Regions from separate parts of the Zea mays genome. Here region 1 is linked to region 2. A link is a contact called in public Hi-C data. All regions are on one chromosome and are shown on one strand. The core of a region is the stretch at or near the end of the contact, and the rest is flanking DNA. Distances in the headings are between cores, read along the strand shown.

Region 1 (7,002 bases), core at 4,373-6,872, 260 kb before region 2:
GTGTCAACCGCGTTTGTGACATGGCCGCCACCGTGTACCAGAGGCAACGAGGCATACAACGTTTTGGCCGGAATCTCGATAGTGGAGACGACGGGGAGCATCCAAGAGGAGCTGGATGCGAACACCAATTACGCGTGGAGAAGGCACGTGGCTCTCTACGGAATTACTCGACCGTAGTGTTTGGTCCTCACATTGGTTACCCTTTGCATAGGGGCATCAACGTGGATTAGTTGGGACCTTTCGTGGTTCCGGATATCTCGGTAAAAATACCGACGACATTCACGAGAGTTTGCTTTCTCTACAAGCTCTTTAATCTTTTGCACTTTCTCTACTTAAGTTGCAATCTTTACTATTCTTAGTGTAGATTATATACAGTTTAGAGATAATTTTTATAAGTTCTAATTCACCCCCTAAGGCATCAATGTTTCCTACACCATTTTTTCTAGCATTTTATCGCGAATTTCTTAAGCACTTGCAGTTGTTGAGATTTGAACTCGTGACCTCTCTTTCGCGCGTGAAACCTTCTCTACCACTCCACTCATATCTCACTTGTGTCTATATTACGTTTTCCTTCTCCCACATATTATAATAAACCAAGTGTAAATTGATTGTTTGAGGCACTAAATAAATTTAAATGGAAAGATTGTAAACTACAAAGTTGCATAACTTTTTGAGATCTACAACTTTTATTTTGGTAGTTTCTTCATTCAAGGTTGTTTACAAAATTTGATTTTTCAACTTTGAAAACTTCAACATATTTTTCTATGATAAAATGATTTCAAATGAAAAGGTTATAAACAATAAAGTTAAATAGCCTTTTTGATACCTACAACTTTCATTTTGGTATTTTTTTCATCCAACGACGATTGAAAATTTCAAATTTTGAAAGCCAAACATAGTTTCGCATGACAAATGATTTCAATTCAAAAGGTTGTTAGCTACAAAGTTTCAAAACTTTGCAAGACCCACAAGTACCATATTGGTCGGTTTCCACCCGAGGTTGTTTGAAAAAAAATTGAATTTAAATTTTGTTGAATTCAGACATTGTTTTCGTTGACAAGATGACTCAAATCCAAAAGTTGCCAAGTACAAAATTCTATAACCTCTTAATCTCTACAAAGTTTATTTTGGTTGTTTGCTCATTTGTTCATCCAACATGGTGGTTCTAACATTGTTCGGAAATCATATACATCATCTTGTAGTTTCATAAACTATAGAGAGAGATATAAGTTTTGTGAAACAAGTTTACTTTTATTTTGTCATATGAAGAAATGAGCAAAACAACATTCGTACATTTTGATGAGTTATACAACTTTGTAGTTGTAAATGTTTCCCATTTGAATTAATTTACTGCTTCGAAATGTGATTTAAAACTTGTTTTGCCTAGTATCGAAAAAACATTCGGCAAATAAGCTCTTTGCCCGAGTGTTTTTTTGCGAAGCGTTTTTTGTTTGGTACTCGACAAAGAGTTTTTTTGTCGAGTGCCTCGGTAGATCACTTGGCACTCGACAAAGATCCGTTTTCCGGTAGTGTAGCATTTAATTGTCTTGTGGGGACTATAAAACAACACATGATACTATATATTGTAACAACAATATCTTCTATAGCAACATATGATGTGGCAGCTTTGTATATCGTGATAAGAAACAATGGGTTGAAAATACCCTTAGGAGCCACTAAACAATTGATTATTGTATATGTTCTATCACAATTAGCCAATTACGGTAATAGACTCTACCTTTTATACTCTAAAAATTAAGAATCAGAACGTATTTGCATGGCTCTATTTCTATTTATTTTGGAACTAAAATTAATTAAAGGCTCAAAAACGAATCGTGAAGAAATATTTAGATCGTGATTCATTACCCGTAATGATCACAATATAATGCGTGTATCTAAGGATTCTGCACAATTGTCTAACTTTGGAAGACGTGTCCAAATTATATCTTTAGGATTATACAACTTTTTTATATATACAGCTCTTTATTAAATTCAATGTCATAATCCTACCTTACATCTAACAGTATCCATGGGACTAGCCTTACTGTGTGGAACATGGATCAATATATTACTAAAACTTAGTCTAAAAAATTGTGATCCGACGCAACACAAGTACGGTAATAAGGGGTGTTTGGATGGCTCCATGTTCCAGCTCCTACATAAAGTTATAGTTCCCAGTATGCGAAGTGGATTGGACTGAGGCTCTAAGGATCAATAAATATCAAGCACAAGTCCAAAAGAATCCCAATCAAAAGAAGTGAAGAAAATTGAGAAGGGTTGTTAGCTTGTGCACCGGAGATGCAGTGGAGGCTCACCAGACTGTCTGGTCCCTACAACTGGACTGTTCTGTGCACCAGGCAATAGGAGCACAACAGCTAGTTCCAGGAGGCACTACGGAGGAGAGCCACCAGACTGTCCGGTGAACCACCGTACTATCCAAAGTAAGGCTGACAGCAGGACAACGGTCATCTGCAACAGCTTTCTCAATCCTTGGATGACGTGGCTAGGACATCGGACATGTCCGGTGTGTAACAGACTGTCCAGTGCGCCCAACGACAGAAACTGCTACTTTCAGTCCAATGGCTCTATTTGAGGGGGAGGCTATTTATACCCATCCAATCGGCCATTTGGATTGTGTGGAGCACAAGAAACATATCTCAAGCATAGAGGCACATTTCTAAGAGATTCAACACACAAATGCAAAAGAGATTCATCGGGTGATCAGTATAAGTGCTTTTGCGATGTGCTTACGGTAGTTAGATCGCTATTGTGCTAGCTCTAGGTTGTTCCTAGTTAGTTGAGTGAGTTTAAAAAAACCCACAAAACCCCTCGGCACTTGCGCGAGCCATTGTAATATTGTACCAAGTGGGACAAAAGTCTTGCGAGACCTTGTCAACCGCGTTTGTGACACGACCGCCACCATGTACCAAAGGGAACGAGGCCTACGACATTTTGGCTAGAAGCTCGATAGTGAAGACGACGGGGAGCGTCCAAGAGGAGCCAGAAGCGGAGCACCAATTGCCAAGGGGTATTTGAATCCTCTTATGATTTATTTAATTTGTTTTAAATAGTTTTAGTTCTGGAATCAAAATAGGGTAGAGACTAAACTTTAGCCTTCTAACTAAATTTTAGTCGTTGAACTAAAAGAATCAAACGGGGTCTTAATCTCTTAATTAAACTTTAGTCGTTGAATAAAAAAACCAAACGGAAGTCTAAGAAGAAGAATTGCATGGCAGAATAATAAATATATGGTCGTTTAAGACTTGGAAATGATAGTACGCCGATTCGGAGGAGAGTAGTTCATGAATGGCTTGCTCTCGAGTGCTGTCGGTACGTACGTATAGCCTGAAGCCAAGCACCTTTTTTTTCCCGCGCGCGGGGGGCCCACAGTTAGATAACACATGATCACTGTGTGAGACTAGGATTGAGTTGGTGCCGAGTCCAAATCACAAGGGCCCAATAATTGATCGAGACGGCAATCCCCCTCCCCTCCGCACCGCTCCGCTCCCAGCGGCCGACAAGCCCCGCCCGTGGCCGCTATCGCGCGCCTGGACCACCGCTCCGCCCACCGCCCGATCCCCGTCCGACGGCCCCGGCTCGCCGACGATAAAGATGGAGACGACCGAATTTAACCCCCCCAAAAAAAAAGAGCGTCACTCGCACGTACAGCTAGCACGCTCGAAGCTAACAAGAGCTAGCTCTCTGGCGCGTCTGTACTCCGATCCTGTACGGTGGTGCGGCGCCGCGGCTGAGGCTAGCTCGATCACCGGCGCCGGCCTCATCCTCTCCTCCTCATCATCTGTCTCTCTTCCGACCCCGCTAGCTCAGGCGGATTAGACAGAAAAGTCAAGACGACCATGCAGACTGCCCGCATGGCCGGAGAAACGCGCGCGACGCATGCACCGAGCTATCTATCCCCTCAACCGCCTCTCTTAAAACCCCACCATCACTGCGCGCTAAACGCTACAGCAAGAAAGCCTAGAAAAAGGGCCTGGACGTGCCGAACGCCGAGCAGGTCAACGTACGGCCAGGATCATCAGCAAGGAAAAAATTAATAAAAAAGGGCGAAGCCGGCCGGTTGGATTATTAGCGGTTGGGGACGGATTGATTAGGCCTGCACAGCACACACGCGCGCAGTAGTAGCGTCGTCAGGTTTAGGGTGTGTTTGGTTTGACTTTTGGCTTTGGCTTTTGTTTCTCTAAAAACCAAAAGCCAACCAAAGGGCTGGATCCAGGAAGCAGCTTTTTCTAAAAGCCGACTTTCTCGTAGTGCAAATCTGAAAGCACCTCTGGACCTGCTTTTAGTGGCTTTTCGGATGGAACTATGAAAACATATATCGAAGAATTTTTAACGACTTTTAGTGGTTTCCATCAAACGGTTTTTAGCTTTTTAACAACTTACAGCCTACAGCAGCTTTTTCCACAGCTCACAGCCCACAGCAACTTTTTTCACAGCCACAGCCCAACCAAACAGACCCTTAGCGACGCTCTCGCACACCACAGCCGCACGCGCGCCCGCGTGGTTGAGACGAATCTGCAGCGGCGCAAGCGCAACAGCAATCCCGCTTTCGTTTTCCTTTCTCCATTTAATTAAATGTTTCATCAGAAAGCAGGCGGGGAAAAAAATAAAGCATAGGAGATTCGTCGCACCCACCACCGGCCGGGCCGAGATTTTTTTTTATCATTTTCTCGGTTTCGCAATAAAGGCGAGGACGTAAACATATGGCGTTGGTTGGATCGGAGGAGCTAGCTAGCATAGCACACGGAAAGTTTTGCTTATCTTTTTTATATATTTTTTGCATAAAAAAAAGATAATTTGATCTGCCGGGGTGGATTATTTCCTCCTCGCGCGCCTCGGCTGCAGGGGCGTCCCCGAGTGCTGGTCAATTTCGAAATGAAAAAGAAAAGATGGAAAGACGCAGAGAGGGACGCCTCCTCATCGCTTTCTTTTCCCATCAGACGACCCTGCCCCCTTTACTTGCTTTCCATCTGTTTTTTTCCTCCCCTCTGCCTCCCTGCTGGATAATACTCGACATGATCAACATCATCTTCCATTCCACCTTGTATCTAGCTCGCACAGCGAGCGAGGGGAGCGAGATAGTTGGTCGGCTGCCGGTACGGTGTGTGTACATGTACTAGCTAGGCGCTCGCTCGAATTGTTGCATGTTGAGAAGTACCCATATATAGCGGCTAGCTGCAGCTAGTCTCTTGCTAAAAATCAGCTGTAAAGTCATTCGAGGATAGAAAACAAAAGAGCCATGAAAAGGAGAGAGAGAGCTAGAGTGGATGGGTGGGGGGGACAAATGAAAACAAGCGTACGACATCACCAGCACCAGCAACAATAACTTAACCACAACACAACAACGACGCCCGATTATTAAACGCGGTACAAGCGAGGGCATAAAAGAAAAAAGAGGGATCCCCAAAGGAGGAATGGAGAGGGAGAGCTAGCGAGGCCAGGGACAGCGACGTCTTCCTTTCCTCCTCCCCCCCTCTGGACTGAGCACGCCCCCGTCCAACTCCAATATCTGCAGCAGCAGTCACGGCGGCAGGAGGAGAGCTAGGGAGGGGAAAAGGAGCTCGGTTTTTTTATATACCAACCGGCCACCCGCCCTACGCGCTACTACTATAGCCTAGCTAGAGCCAGCTGCTTGCCTCGCCCTCCCCTTTGCGCGTCGTCGCGCTCCTCGCCGTCCCCCTCTCTCGGAATCGGAAGGCGATCGATCGCACAAGGCTGCGTCTGCGTGCTCGGCCGCCGCCCGACCCGACCGGACAAGGAGGGGAGGGGGCAAAAAAAATATATAGTTAGTCACACGCACGCAGCACAGGAGGGAGGAGAGGGATTGAGGGATAAAGAAATTTCGGGAGACAAGGAGAGAGAGACAGAGATGGAGAGGAGCGGCTGGACTCGGAGGCAGGCCTTTCACTACTCCCGCACCCAGATAACGATGTGGTAGCTAGTTCCTCTTAGGCTAAGGTAAGCAGCAGCGCCGGGAGCTAGCTCCTCCTCACTATCCTGCATGCTTCGTTCCTTCGTTCAGCTTTGGTTGCCCGGTCGATCGATCGGTTCTTTTTTGTTTCTTCGTATACATGCAAAGCTAGCTAGTTGGAGAGTTCCTTTATTTTTCGATTTCTTTGCTTTGGGAGAGTGCAATTCGGTTCATCGTCTTCTTAATTTGGATTCTATATTCGTTTTCCCCGCCTGGCCGGTGCTTATTACGATGGTGCTGCTGCTGCTCATGAGCTTCGCAGGAAGGAGGTCGTGGCCGGGATCCCGCCGATGATGATGACAGTGGCGCCGCCGGCATGGGCGTAGCGGCGCCACCGTACGAGACCACCACGTACGTGAGCCAACGCACCAAGATCAACATCGCAGCGATCTCCGCCGCCGCCGCCACCAGGGCGGCTACCGCGGCTTCTATGTCCCACTCGCAGGGATTCCACCAGGGCAGCGCCGGCGTCTACGGCTACTCCTCGGATGGCTTCGACCGCCCGGACGACTCCGGCCACCAGGACCATCATCAGCAGCAGCAGCACGTGGCGCAGCAGAGCCGCCGCGACAAGCTGAGGGTGCAGGGGTTCGACCCGGCCGCCGGCGGCGGCCACGGCCTGCTCCCCATCGAGGGCGACGAGCATGGCGGGCCCGGGTCCATGTACGAGCACGCGGCGGCCGCAGCTGGGGCCTCCAACATGCTCTCCGAGATGTTCAACTTCCCCGCGCCGCCGTCGGGGCCCTCCGCCACCGAGCTGCTGGCCAGCCAGATGGGCGCCAACTACCGCTTCGGGGGGCTACGGCAGCAGCAGCAGCAGGGGCCCGGAGGGGTGGTGGCTGGCTTGTCCGGCGACGGCGGTTGGTTCGTCGGGGCCGGCGCGGCGGGTCGTGCTGCTGGCTTGGTCCTCGGTGGTGGGGCCAACATGGGGTCGTTAGGTGAAACGTCGTCCCCGAAGCAGCAGGGCAGCATGGCTGGGCTGGCCACCGACCCGGCCGCCGCGATGCAGCTCT
Region 2 (7,198 bases), core at 686-3,185:
GAGGACTAAATCAGCATTAGCAACACCATCTGCAATTGAGGAGAGATTCACATGAAAACATAGTCAGGCAATTAGCAGGCAAGAATGCAAGATTGCTAAACTGATTCATTAAAACTGAAAATTACCTTCAACATACGCATGAGGTAGTTGTACACCTCCATCCTGACCACAAGCTGAGTACCCACTGAGCCGTAGGTTCCCCTTGACAGGTTCAACAGCTAGAGCTTTTCTAAACCACTCTACTGTTTGCCCCAGTGCCTGTTAAATGATTCTCAACAACAAAACAGAAGTCAGAAAAATATGGAAATGGGGATATGGATGATACAGCTTCTATACCAGTCCAGAGTGTTCGGTATGCATTTGAACTGAACCTTCAGAGAGACAACAAAAGCATGAGAACTGCACCTTACGGAGACGTTGCCTCTTGTCTTTCCCAGCTATGTCCTCAAGGGTGCAATTGTACCAGCAGTCTCCCACCAGTGGTGGATCACCATGAGGATCGCATATAGGTGTTCCTGGTGCTGATGATACAGGAGGTTCGCCAAGCTACCAAATAGAAACAACAGTTTCAATTCTACTACACAGATAAAATAGCTGGTGGTGCAATGAGAAAAGCTAATGTGACAAACTGACCTTCACGATGTCGCCAACATTTTTACAATCACGGTCGGGCGAATGCCCGACGGCATCATAATTGAGGTATATTCGTATTGGCTTCCTGGCATTCTCGTGCGGAGCACGCCAAGATGACATGCCCAACAAGTGTCGTCCTCTTACACGCTCCGCATCCTCCCGAGACTCATGGTACACTTGTGGCATGACAGAGTACTCCTTCCTCCCAGCTCGTCGCCGTTGATGTAGTATCTCGTCGTGGATGCAGGAGTGGCTAAGGTAGACATCCTTTTCTCCAGCTTCAGAGTCTTGCAGAAACGATCCTTTGCTTTCACCAGAATCCGCACCAGCTCCGCGAGTGCAGACTAGAACCAACACAATCTGCAACACGAGAAAAGAATTGAAAGAAAAATCGTCGGGATCAATACAAAAAGCACGGTTCCTCCTTACAATGGTACTTGAACGCAAGTTATAAGAAGCCCAAATGTTCACGAAAGAGAGAGCAAACGTCAAGCAATCCACATATAAATGATAAAACCCTAGGTGTACCTAAATTTGGTCGCGCCCCAAGCATCCAAAAATAGCTCCGAGAGACAGACAAATATTTGTTGCCCCAAAAGTGCGCAGAGAAACAGTAAAACCCTACGCGCAGCAGGGAAGCCAAATATCTGAAATCAACCTCCAAACACGATGCCCGCATCAGCCTATACCAAATCCGCTGAGAGCACGCTGAGCCCCCCGAACTTTCCCGACCACTCCGCCCCGAATCTGTACTCAGCTCCCACCGCCCGCCCGCCAAAACCCGTACCGGATCGAAGGCAGTGGGCTCACCTCGACGCTGACGAGCCAGAGCACCCCACAGCGCCAGCCGCGGGGCGGTGCCCCGGCCTCCATGTACGCAGCCGCCGCCCGCAGCGCCCCGCCACTCCCATTCACGGCCTCGGACGCGACGCCGCGGCCGCGAGCCTCCGTGTCATCGCCCGAGCAATTCCGCCCCTCCGCCTGCGCCCGCCTTGAAGCCCGCGCCTCGCCGCCGTGGACGGGTCCCGCTGCGCGCAGAGACCCACGGGGACCTGCGCGCGTAAGCGCAAGCGCAACCACCGCACAGCCGCCTCGGCGGGCGGCCGCTGGAGCGGATCGAGGCAGGGCCGCGCGGCGCGGCGCGGCGCCGGAGTGATTAGGGTTTGGTGGGGGAGCTGGCTGCCCGCCCAACGCGCGCGGAGGACAGGGGAGGAGGCGACGCGGGCAGGTGAGGTGTGCGGGAGTGGTGGTGGATTTAGTCGTGAAGGCTAGAGCAGAAGGGGGGGCACTGAGGAGGAGAGAAGGGCAGGCAGACAGAGCCGAGATTTTATTATTAAGACCGAGTAAAACGGGAAAAAGGAATTTCAGCATTTAACTTAATTACGTACTAGTATTCCTGTTTTCTTTGCTAACCTCTCCTCCCTCTCGCTGTGCAGCTGAGGTTCACCACCGGGTTGCCAGCCCTGGCACTGGCAGTTGGGGGGCGCCGCACCGCACGCGCACGGACGGGGTTTCGGGCGGAGACGCGGAGCCGTATGGTTTTTTTTTTGTACCGTTGCGGGGAGTGGGCAACTGGCAGCACGAAGCCTCAGGCCTAGAGATGGCAATGGGGACCCGATCCCCGATTCCCCGCGGGGAATTCCTCTATTAGGGGACGGGGATGGGAAAATTTCTTCCCCCACGGGGATGTAAATGGGGAAATTTTCTCCCCCGACGGGTAAATGGGGACGGGGATGGGGAATCCCCGTTCCCCGCGGGGACCCGTTAAACTTACATATGACAATGTTTTTATATAATAGTTAATAATAGAAATAAATAATTATCTTGACAAAAGATCACTAGTTGTACAAATGCGTTCATTTTAATGTACACATAATGATTTTTACATCTAACAATGTGTATAAGTGACAATGTTTTACATTAATAATAAATGAAGTACGATCTAATTATAATTTAAGCGGGTACGGGGATCCCCGATGGGGATTTATCCCCGCGGGTAATGGGGATGGGGAAGAAATGTCCCCCGCAAACGTTCGTGGGGATCCCCGCGGGGAAAAATTTTCGTCGCGGGGACGGGGATGGGGAGCTAAAACCCGACGGGGAATTCCCCGTTGCCATCCCTACTCAGGCCTCGGCTCCCTTGAACTTTTGCGATCTTGTTCGGCAGATTCTGTTGGGTGGCCTCCTGACTTCCTTGTCTTTACAAAGATGGATGAAAGCAGCACGAAAGGGAAGCCGTAATGTTCTGTTCCTGCAAAAAAAAGAAACTCATGTTGCAATTCATTGTTCATACACATAGACCGACTGTTTCTGAAGAAGAAACTAATTAAAGCAACTAGGCACACCCACTAGTTTTACGCAAGGTCTGAGAACTTGCAGCGGAGTACGTAAGGTAGTTCGTAATCAACCGTTGCCCGTACCGGTGTACGAGAACGAGCTTAGCTTGGGGTTTTTCTCTCCTCTGCCCTGCCCAGAAAGAATGATGCACCGCACGTTCCGTTAGAGGAGCGATGACGCCACGTCACGTTCGCGTTTCATCGCCGCCGCGACGGGGCACCCTGTCGGCGATCGGCCAGTTTCCACCGTCACCCTCGAACAGAAACGGGTGGACGATGCGGAGCACTAGCTGGGAATGGGCGTGACGTGACGGGGGCTGGCAGATGGTTGGGGAACGGGTGCGTTTGCATCACCGTTGCGGGCCACCTAACCTAACCACGCCTAATCTAACGCAACCACTCCGCGCCTCCGCTGGTCAAGCCGGCCGCTGCCAAATGTCGCCGGCCTCGATAGGATCAGAGGAGCAGCTGGACAGAGTGGAGTGGAGGCATTATGCGTGGTCCAACTCCAACCCGACCAAAGCGGCTGCCGCGATTTTTCACCACTTTGCGGGTGATCCGCGCGTCGCGAGTGCGGTGAAAACGGCAGGAATGGAATCTGGATCGGTGCTGCTGTGCTCACGTGGCCCACTGCACAACCTTATCCGGCCACGTGGGTCCGTGTGGCTGCGCCCTGTGGGGTTTGAAGTTCGATTAAGATTAATTGATTAGTGCGGACGTGCGGTCGACAAAAAAAAAAGTTATGCTAGCACGCGCACGGCCGCGCAAGTCAAAGAGGCGTTGCAGCTAGGCCGGCCAGGGCCAACCGGTGGATACCGTGGTCTGATGCGTGACGCCCTGGTTGGAGACATTTGGCTGGATCATCAAGCAGGAATGCAGCAGGTGATGTTCAAACAGGCCGTCCGGTCTGCCCGATTTGGGTCTGACCCACTAGAAACGGTTAGAAAACGGAGCTATACCTGATAGGTCCGTGGGTCCGACACGCTATGAAGTTAAATGGGTTGGACTGGACTAGCCCATAAGCACGAAAAAAGCGTGCCGAAAAGCACGGTTCAGTAAAAAAAGGTCAAGTGCTAAATAGCTCGTGCTAGACTGCCAGGCTAGCACGACTTGTTTGATTCTCTGTCCGAGTTCGACCCGTCGTGTCGGGTCAGTCCGAGCTAAATAGGTCGGACTTGGATGAAAAAACATGCTTCGGATCGGTCTTGAGTTTGCTGTACATCTATAACTGCAGCTACAGGCTGTCGCGTGTTTATTTGGGTTTTTGGTCAACCGATCAGCTACAATACGCTGCTTGCTGTTGCTGTTTCGAGTTGTGGCCAGAATTCCTAGGCCTTTGGTTCAGCCGGAAGGGAAAGGATAGTTGATACTTCTTTTCCGCAAAAAAAAAAAATGCACCGTCTGATGTCTGAGTAACATAGCAAGGTTGAAGAAGCAACCGATACTTGTTTAAGAACTTCCATAGGCTGTCTGCTGCTGTTGTGACTGAATCAGCCGGAAGGGCAAGGGTACTTGTTTGATTGTTTCCCGCATAAATGAATTGCATTAGTCTGGTGTCTGAGAGTATTTGTTTATAAAATCAATGAAGAAACCAGCAAAATATGGGAGTGCAGAGTATAACAAATGAACGCACAAAAAAGAGATCTTTCTCTTTTTTCACAAAATAATTGTCTGAGCCCAGGTTCGAACTGGGGACCTTTAGTGTGTGAGACTAACGTGATAACCAACTACACCACCCAGACATCCTGTTAATTGTAATAACAAATTATATTTTATATGATAGTCTACATCAGATTTTGCAATTCACCGTACATGCATTGCACATTGACTCTCCGTGCGGAGATTAACTTGTAGTGAATCTTCAGGTTGTGTTTTGTTTTCTGTCTGTGAACAGAAAGTCAGGCATCGTGTATTTGAAATTTTCTAATCTTTGTTTATGTTGCGAACGAGATAACATGTTTCCTCGCTCGCTCTCGCTGTAACAGGAAAACAAACACGACGTAGTACGCTCAGTCAATCATATACGGAGTACTTGTTTACACAAAGCGTGCCATAGCTAGAGCGGGAACACGAAGAATCCTGCGAGAATTTTCACCCCGTGCGACCGGCCGGCCCTCCATGATCGACCATTCGATCCTGCTCATTAGACTACCTGTTCTTGTCGAGCCACTCGAGGATCCGTTTCTCCGACTCCGTGCGCTCCTCTTCCGTCTTCTCTCTGACCTGGCCCTCGATGAGCCCGAAGTAGTCCCTGTAGTTCCTCTTGTTGTAGTCATCCAGCCTCTGGAACATGAGCATATCAACATGATCAGTGCCGTGTTTTCAGTCCTTCAATGTATATCGTTCGCTTAAATACGTAATCAAGCCTCTCTTAAAAGTGTCCATGTTTGTGGGATGGTTAGTTCACTCCACCCATTCTTACCCCTCAATCGACTGGCAACGATAGGGCACTATTAAACCACGGGAAAAGAGTCTCCAGTTACCTCCTTGTCGTTCTTTTCCTTGTTCTCCTTCGATTTCTTCAGATACTCTGTGCGCACGCGGACCCGCATTAGTTTACATGCAAAGGAACCACGAATACCAATTCCTCAAGCCCAGGAAAGGTCTGATCAGTTTCCCGCTCACCTTGCAGTAGAGCCTTCCTCGATTCGCTGCCGCCAGGTATGGCCGCAGTGGACATCAGCAGCGTCAGAAGGCACCTCCTGCTGACTCCATTCCTCCGAGCCAAGGTGGCGGCGGCCTGATGGAGATGCTTCGCGGTCGCGACTGCTGGCCGATGGAACGATGGAGCTGCCGGCCTTGTGATTGGATCCATCGGGTTCGCTTGCGGATGAGCCAGTTGGATGGTGCTGCTGGACGCTAGTAGATTGCTAGCTAGCTAGCAGCTGCTGCTTTGATATGTGGAAGTCATGAGAGGAACCAAGGCCACAGGTTTTTCTGGGTGGTGACAAAGACAGTCTGAGAGACTGTCTTCAGCGCCTGAGGAGAAATTTGTATTTTTTTCGACTCCAGACAATAAAACTTAAAACATGTTACACTTCATTTTAATGATATTTTGTGCATCACATGCAAAAGACAAAAGAACGCAGAAGGTCAAAATTGTATGCCCAGGTGGATGGTCTCGATGACCAGGTATTCTTCCTGGGTAGACTACATTTCACAGCATCATATTTTGCTTGGGAGCTAGGCATGGAGCAAGTAACATATACTTAGGAGGTGTTTGAATGCACTAGAGATAATAGTTGTTTAGCTAAAAATATACTAAGTAGAACTAACTAGCTAATAAATAGTTAGCTAACAAGTAGCTAATTTACTAAAAATATTTAATAGCTAAACTATTAGCTAGGATTTTTGGATGTCTTTAGCTAATTTTAGTCACTAATTTTATTTCTAGTGCATTCGAACACCCCCTTACTCCATTCCGATTTATATTTTATTTTGACTTTTCTACGCTAGGTTTAACCATCTCATCTTATTAAAAAACATAACTATTATTGATTTTTACTACAATATCGTTTATCTTTGTTTTTTTATTTTTTGCAAAAAATGAATAAGATGAGCTATTCAAACCAATTATAAATTGGGATGAAGGGAGTATTACCTAGCGTATGGTGAGGATGGTGTGGTTGAACTTATGGATGTTGGATCTGTTTATTTCGACTTTTTTTCTGACGAGCTTTTCTAGAAATCTAGCTGTGGTAAGATGAGCTATTCAAACCAATTATAAATTGGGATGAAGGGAGTATTACCTAGCGTATGGTGAGGATGGTGTGGTTGAACTTATGGATGTTGGATCTGTTTATTTCGACTTTTTTTTCTGACGAGCTTTTCTAGAAATCTAGCTGTGGTAAGAATCTGGGTATCGTGACGATTAAATACAAAGGAAGATGAATGAATCTGTATTAAGGGTCTAAAAAGTGACGAATTCCTATTTTCAAGTCACTAGGTCGATTCTAAGTTCACGTCGATTTTGAATAGTTTTTAACAAAGCGATTATAATAAAAGTGAGCTGAAAAACTAGTTATTTAGCAGTCTGTGGCAACTTTCGCTAGCTAGAAGCTGGAAATAAATCGAAACAAAGAGGCATGTTTTCTTATGTGGATGCAAATATATGCCCGGCTCCATTTAATGTCCTACAGGCTAGGACCATCGATGATTTGCCGGCTTCATTGTTGGGCATAGACAATGTACTCAATAAAGCTTGTGGTTTTGCCATCGGAAGTAGTGAG

What was found. A called contact is a pair of places that touch in the nucleus more often than the background predicts.
Region 1: a contact with region 2 is called in a Hi-C map of tassel, with 5 times the contacts expected there. The contact joins the promoter of LOC100281671 here to the promoter of LOC103643963 in region 2. A contact is called at or near these places in 7 of 25 Hi-C or Micro-C datasets (bundle sheath, ear, endosperm and 3 more).

What each region holds. Positions count from the first base shown.
Region 1 is chr1:279,659,668-279,666,669 of Zm-B73-REFERENCE-NAM-5.0, reverse strand. It overlaps LOC100281671 (homeodomain protein JUBEL1), which reads left to right and starts at 5,622. Exons shown (of 5, transcript NM_001154591.2): 1 at 5,622-5,976; 2 at 6,252-7,002. The coding sequence starts at 6,306.
Region 2 is chr1:279,397,111-279,404,308 of Zm-B73-REFERENCE-NAM-5.0, reverse strand. LOC103643963 reads right to left here and starts at 1,935. Exons shown (of 16, transcript XM_035964372.1): 1 at 1,444-1,935; 2 at 634-993; 3 at 406-546; 4 at 126-258; 5 at 1-29. The coding sequence starts at 1,506. It overlaps LOC100275243, which reads right to left and starts at 5,845. Exons shown (of 3, transcript NM_001149377.1): 1 at 5,595-5,845; 2 at 5,453-5,499; 3 at 4,880-5,252. The coding sequence starts at 5,784. The coding sequence ends at 5,118. It overlaps TRNAV-CAC (transfer RNA valine (anticodon CAC)), which reads right to left and starts at 4,711; the gene lies at 4,638-4,711.